Linked DNA regions of Drosophila melanogaster: region 2 is linked to region 1. Evidence: chromatin contacts called from public Hi-C data. All regions are on one chromosome and are shown on one strand. Each heading gives the region's core, a stretch centred on a gene start, on an enhancer-like site or on the middle of the called end of the contact. The rest is flanking DNA. Distances are from core to core; before and after follow the strand shown. Region 1 holds the start of Caf1-180 (Chromatin assembly factor 1, p180 subunit). Region 2 holds the start of Rubicon (rubicon,).

Region 1 (3,184 bases), core at 14-2,513:
TTTTGATTATTTGCAGGTGAGTCTGCTTTCTCTTTCTTTGACTTTGTTGTGCTGTCTTCCTTCTCTTCTTTCTTACTCTTTTCAGCTGGTTTTGCTCCCTCCTTCTTGCCTTTTCCTCCGGTTTTGCTTGTTTCCTTCTTAGGGACTTCTTTTGGTTTGGAATCCTCTGCAATCAGTGGATCTTTCTTGTTGTCTTTAGCTGTGGTCTTGACCTCCGGTTTATCCTTCTTATTAGTTTCCATTTTCTTTCCCATAAAGAGATCTATTGTGGCCTGATCGTTCTTTTTATTTTGTTCTGCGGTCTTTGGCTCTTCCTTCTTCGACTCCTTGACCGCCTTCATGGACTCCTCCTGCTTCTTTGAGTCCTTTCCATTCTTCTGCATGACCTCCTCCGTGTGCTTGCCGCTTGTAGAGCTGTTTTCTGGGGATTTCTCACGCGGCGTTTGTACTTTTTGCCTCTTCTGGGGGTTCAGTTCTTCGGCGATAATCTCTATGTCATCGCTGGACTCGCTGTCCCCCTTGGCAACATCCGCGGTCGAAGTCTCCAGCGGTTCCTCAGATTTCTTCAGGGATTTTCTGCGCTTTGATCGTTTGTTGACCAATGGCAGCTTGATTTGTATGGGTGCCGGCGAGCCTTTCTTGCCCTCCGACTTCTTGGGCTTCAACTTGACCTCCTTGGAGGACTTGGCCTCTACCAACTGATCCTGGTCCTCTATCTCCTTGTCGGCCTCGTCCTCATCCAGTTCTATGACATCTTCCACTACCGAATCCGTGGTCTTGACCTTTTTAGTGGCTATGGAACTGGCCAGATCCAGATTCTCCTTGCTGGTCGAACGTCGCAGTTGCCCCGTAGAGCAGCCAGTGCCCTCCGATGGCGACTCATCGTCGTACGAAAGTTTTCGCTTGCGCGGAGCGGGATCGTCCTCATCCAGGATTACAGTGACGGGGCCAGAGCCGATAGTGGCGGGGGACGATGAGGAGGAGGAGGATGTGGGCACCGCCCCACCGCCTGGCGTTAATAACTTAAAGGGCAAACGCGTCTGCACGAACTTCTTGCCACCGCTGGCCGTCTTTTCCGCTGATTTGGCCGGCACAGCCGCATCTTTTTTCCTGCCGCTGAGCGGCGTCTTAACAACGCCAGCGTGCATTCTGCTGTACTCTCTGTCTGCCTGTTTCCTGTTTCCTGCGGCTCCTGTTTTCCCCCAGCAAATCTTCACTTGTTATTCGCTTAATAAAAAAGGCGGTGAAAACACACTAGCGATGGCAGTTGCGGTTGCGCTTTGCCGCCAATAGATCCGATCGCGCGCTCGATAGATCGATATAATGTGCATCAGTGTTGGCAAGCGATCGAGTGGTGGAAAACTATGATAAGAGTGATCCTGCATACGGCTAAAGTCTCCATAATCAAAGGATTAGTGGTAGTAGATTATTCCCGTGGATAATTTTACCCACTAATCCTTTGATTGTTTCAGTGGAGACTTTAGTCTTGGTAGAAGTCTTTAATATGGCAAAGTGAAGAGTCAAACTATGGCAAATTGGAGAATTAAACTATGGCAAATTGGAGAATTAAACTGTGATCGGAGGAGGTGGGGAACTTAGATAAGAAAGAGGAATATCCTTGTGTCCTTTTTATTGGCTTAGCTTAATTGTGGAGACTTTAAAACATAAATAGCGAAGTGGAGAAACTTAAAAATGTCTTTGTAAGATTTGTAAGATTTATTTCTTTTAATAGTTTATATTGTTTACAAGAATATCAAATTAGAGTCAATGCCGTTTTCTTAATGTTTTGTTATTAATTTCTTTTCCAGAACAGTGAGCAATAAAATTGAAATAGACATTGAAAACTACTCATGCAAGCGAAAGTACACAATGCTAATTGTTGTGCACCCTGGGCGAGCTTTTTGTGAATAATTAAATACAATTAAATACTGTCGTCTTCCCAAGTTTATTCCATTTCTGCAAGCTATCAGGTTGATTGGGTACGTAGTTATTGTTACCTTTTGATGCAGCTAACAAATATCGCCCCACTGTCGATAATTGTTTACTTAGTTTAATGTGGCATTTTTGCTAATCCCGGATAAGTGGAAAAATGCTTGCGGCCACAGTCATAGCCACTGTTGACCCCTTTCCACCTGGCGACCTGGTTGACATGGTGACCCAAACCGAGGGAGAATGAGAGATCCTGCCTCCGGCTGCAGCCTGCGTCGCAGCGGCCTGGAATACATTTCATTTAATTACAATTTGTTTCAATAGGCCAACACGTACACACAGCTCAAAGGGGGGGGGGGGGGGGAGAGAGGAGGAGGAGGTGATGGATTTGGGGGCGCCAACTACTCTGTGATTATACATACATATATACTGTGTGCATGCGCATAATTCTGATTGCAATTGCACTTCGATGCATTGGATTTATTATCCCATGAAGTACTCCTAGCTTGTAAACTCAAAAGAAAAGTAATGATTTGATTAATCTGGTGTGAGATAATAATCAGATAGAATTGATACATATTTAAGTGATTTGTGGGTACTAACTATTAGTATTATTTTTTTTTTAAACAAAACACTTGCAACGGCCCTAAAGTGCAAATCTTGATGACTAATACTGACATGTGCAATCCAATTCACATGAGATACAAATTGCGGTCGCCGCTTGTGGCTTCTTTGGAAAAATTAAATATATATGTATGTACATATATACAACAAAATCAGAGGGGTGGGGGAGGGTTCAGATGTAGTGGGTTGGACATGTGGCATATTATACGCATTGGCCGGGATTTGCCATCGCCACATATCGACTCCTTTAATAATGATAATAATAATAATGCCGCATCGATTCCGCTGGGACTTTTGGCCCACGACCGATGGCCCCGGAAGAGACGGGGCGTAAAATGGGAATTCGGTCATGCGTGTGAACGGGTGCGGTATACCGAGTACCCAGTACCCGGTACCCGGTAACCAGTATCCTGTAGCGTCCTTGCCTTCCCCTGGTAATAGAAAATCTATTAGCGGCCCCCTCCGCCGCCTCACCCACCATTCGGGCGGGTGGTGGTGGTGGTGAATGGCGTGGTGAAATGGCAGGGGATGTCGCGGGGCGTGGCCATCAGGCATCAGTCGTCCCATTTTCCCTTTTGATGACGCGAAAAGAGGCCAAACACTTTGAACATTTTGCCAAAACAGACAGAGG
Region 2 (3,421 bases), core at 769-3,268, 71 kb after region 1:
CTATCCCTATCCCTATCCCTATTTCTATCGCTATTCCTATTCCCAACCCACATCCATTCTGGCTGCATCCATCTGCATATGTTGCGACTGACACAGCCCATTGTCCGTCATAGTCACCCAATCATCACCTTCATCATCCTCGTCGTGGTCAGGACGATATGTTTGCGGACAGAGGATAATGAGTGTCCCTCGAGTCGGCAATTTGTCTGGGCGCAAAACGAAGAATTATGGCTGCTAAAAGTGAGCCAATATTTAAGGAAAATTAACCCACAATGGAGGACTACTACAAATCGAACACCAAGAGCTGGAAAATGAAATAGACAACTAAAAATGCAATGCAATATAAACGGTGGAGTTGGTCAACGGTCAATTTCTTATCCCTAATTATTTTAGAATAGCAGATGAAATCAAATTGATTACATCCATACTTCATCTTTATTATTCTCCGATGTAGTAAATGAAAACCAAATGTTTGCTTTCTATGTTGCTTGTAAAAATAGTTTAATAGACATCACTAAATTGGGTTACGGACACTATCTTAAGGATTTTGCCCTGCAGAAACGCCCACACAAAATTCAATTAATCCTGTCCTCGTTGGGGAATGCAAAATCTTCGAGAAGATCCTTCCTGTTCTTAGTGAATTAATCCCCGAAATTGCTTAAAACCTTTTGTAAGCTAATAAGCAAATTTGCAGCATACATTCGGGGGCCACTTTGGATTCCCGAATAGGGGGATATCCGGGCGTTTTTCGGGTGAATCGAAATAATTACACAAAGATGCAGGAATAAATGATTCCGGCTGAAGGGATTTTAATTGCTGAATAGGAGAGCTTATCTGGAAAAGTGTTGAGTATAACTGATTGGAAGATTGTGTGCAGAATAAAGAATTGGCAACAAAATGTTAAAGGCGTCTAAAAATACCACTCATTGAGCTAGCATAAAATCAATTAAATGGAGAAACTCTGTGACTTCTTCAAATAAAAAATAAAAACCGTTTCCAAACAATATATGTATGTTTAAACTAAAAGCTTTTAATGCGTCTCTGATTTTTAGACCAAGTCCTGTACTATTAGAATAGAATTTAGCACTCAGAACCAATCAAATATTACCAAAAAATCGCCATTAACTATAAATGCATTATTTACATGGCAACAGAAGAGCACAGAAGAAAAAAAAACATGAGAAAAAAATGCAAATAAAGCGCGTTTATTTTATGGCCAGCAAATCAATCAACTTTATTAATTACAAGTAATTAAAGTTTAATTAAGAGCCCAGTACAGTGCTTCTTCTTGCTTTTGTTTCAAGGTTGCATGTGTGTGCGTGTGTTTATACGATGTGCGCGTGTTTGTGTGTCCGAGTGTGCTTTTGTGTGGAAAATAAATGCAAATATTTATTTGGCAAAAGTCACAAATTGTGGAACGGATGCGGTGGGCGGAGCTGGAAACAAAATGGTGGCAAAAGTAGTGCGATATTGTTGTTGCTGCTGCTGCAATTTTGTTTGTCTGTTTAATTAAAGCAATATGTGGCCTCCAGGAAAGGAATGTTGGGTTAATTGACTCATCACTTATACGACAAACGAAGCACAAACAAACAAACAAACAAGCCAACGAACACACACATAAAGCAGGAGTAAGAAGAAGAAGAAGAAGAGTGTTTCCCAAATCAGCGCAGTCGACGAAGAAGAAAGAAGATGAAACAGTTCAAAAACCATTTAAAGGGCGTGGCCAGCATTTTGACATTTTGGAAAATTCCACACTGCGCAGCTCCATGACGCTCTCGACCAATCAGAAGTGTGGATTCCAAACGCAAAACTACGCCCACACACATAACGGTAATAGTGGGAACAGCAGGTGTTGTTCACAGAGCGACATCTGCCGGCAGCCCAGCAACACTTCCAAGGCCTATTAGCGGATACAAGAGCCGGCGTAGTCATGACACAAACCGCAGCACGCCTGTCTATGCAAACGAAAAACTGCGAAGATTTGGTATCGATTGGCGATGGGCCTCGGACACATCGATTATTATCGAATCAAACAATAACAAAAAAAAATCGCATTAAAAAACAATCAAAACAAGCTGAAGTTACTCGGAATCAATTGAATCGCGCACCGCGAATATGCAACCGCTCCGCCCCCCCGCGCCCCTTTGACAGTGTGCACAGCCATGACCACGCCCCCGCCACCGCCCACGCTCGCATCAGACGCAATTGAAGGCGCGGTGTACGCAGCAGGCGAGGCACTGCATCATCAACATGACCATCCGCAGCAGCAGCAGCAGCAACAACAACAACAGCAGCTAGCGAGGAATTCCCTGCTGGCGGACCTGCGAAGGTCAACGAATTTCTGGTTCCGTGCGGCCAAATCGACGGACGGACTGCAGTTGCTGGCCCAAAGCTGCACTAGAATTTTGCAGCATGGACTGGTGAGTCGCATTTGCCCGTGGAAATCCCGAAAGCATCGCACACACCTCGGCGAATACCCTACACTTAGAGCGAGGCATGTTGATTTGATCATTCATCTTGCACTATGAAACAATAGTTGAATAATTTAAAGATAAATCATCTTAACTCAGCTCAAGTGGTAAATATTTCTACAGAATCAAGTGAACCTAATACCCCAATAACTAATTATAAAGTAGGGGAGTCTCTAAAGTCTATGCAATCAGCTCTTTGCAGTAAGCAATCAAATATGATATAAACATTTACATATGTATTCAAATGAATTTCCCTGAATGTCTGTCCCACATAAAGAGAGTATCAGCTACTCGCTGCGCGCGTGTCGTAGACTTTCCCCATTGTTTTGCAATCGAATTGTATTTATGCAACGCCTCACTCTCCATTCTTATCAGTTGCAGCCCGTGGAACTTCGCCGACTGGCGGACGACTTTGAGTTTCTGCTGGCCAGTGCGGGAAAACAGCAACAGCAGACCAAACCGCAGCCTTATCGACCGGATTACGCCGCCCGAGACAGTGCGTCAATGGTCAACGGAGTCGAGGAGTTTCTCGGCGAGTGGACTACCCGCTGCCTGCGTGCCCGTTGCCTTTCGCAGTGCCTGCAGACGCTGGTCTCCGATCCGGAGCTAATGGAGCTGTACTATCCCAGCGAGGAAGCCTTCCTGCGACGATCCGGTGATGCCACCGCCTTGTTCGTTTGCCTAACGGCTGTCCAGCTCAATCAGAGCGGACTGCTAAGCCAGCTGGAGGTTAGGCATCAGGTGCGCCACCGACGCACTTGCTCACAGCCGAACTTTAGCATATCGCCCAAACTGCAAGCGGTGCCGGAGGAGAGACTGCAGAAACGCATCTTCCTGCGGCGATTGAAGAGCCTACCAAATTTAAGTCAGGAGGACGAGGAGCTGGACGATAGAGCAGCCTTCAGACGGCGTTGCCAAACATTCAGCAGCTCCAGAAGCCACAAGCTGAG

The links. A called contact is a pair of places that touch in the nucleus more often than the background predicts.
Region 2: a contact with region 1 is called in a Hi-C map of the Kc167 cell line, with 3 times the contacts expected there. The contact joins the promoter of Rubicon here to the promoter of Caf1-180 in region 1. A contact is called at or near these places in 1 of 1 datasets of contacts at CTCF or cohesin (the Kc167 cell line), 26 of 107 Hi-C or Micro-C datasets (the Kc167 cell line, the ML-DmBG3-c2 cell line, the S2 cell line and 8 more) and 4 of 6 datasets of contacts at active chromatin or transcription factors (the Kc167 cell line and the S2 cell line).

Annotation. Positions count from the first base shown.
Region 1 is chrX:8,605,041-8,608,224 of dm6, forward strand. It overlaps Caf1-180 (Chromatin assembly factor 1, p180 subunit), which reads right to left and starts at 1,264. Exons shown (of 3, transcript NM_132267.5): 1 at 1-1,264. The coding sequence starts at 1,148.
Region 2 is chrX:8,675,045-8,678,465 of dm6, forward strand. Rubicon (rubicon,) reads left to right here and starts at 2,019. Exons shown (of 4, transcript NM_001272419.2): 1 at 2,019-2,420; 2 at 2,847-3,421. The coding sequence starts at 2,163.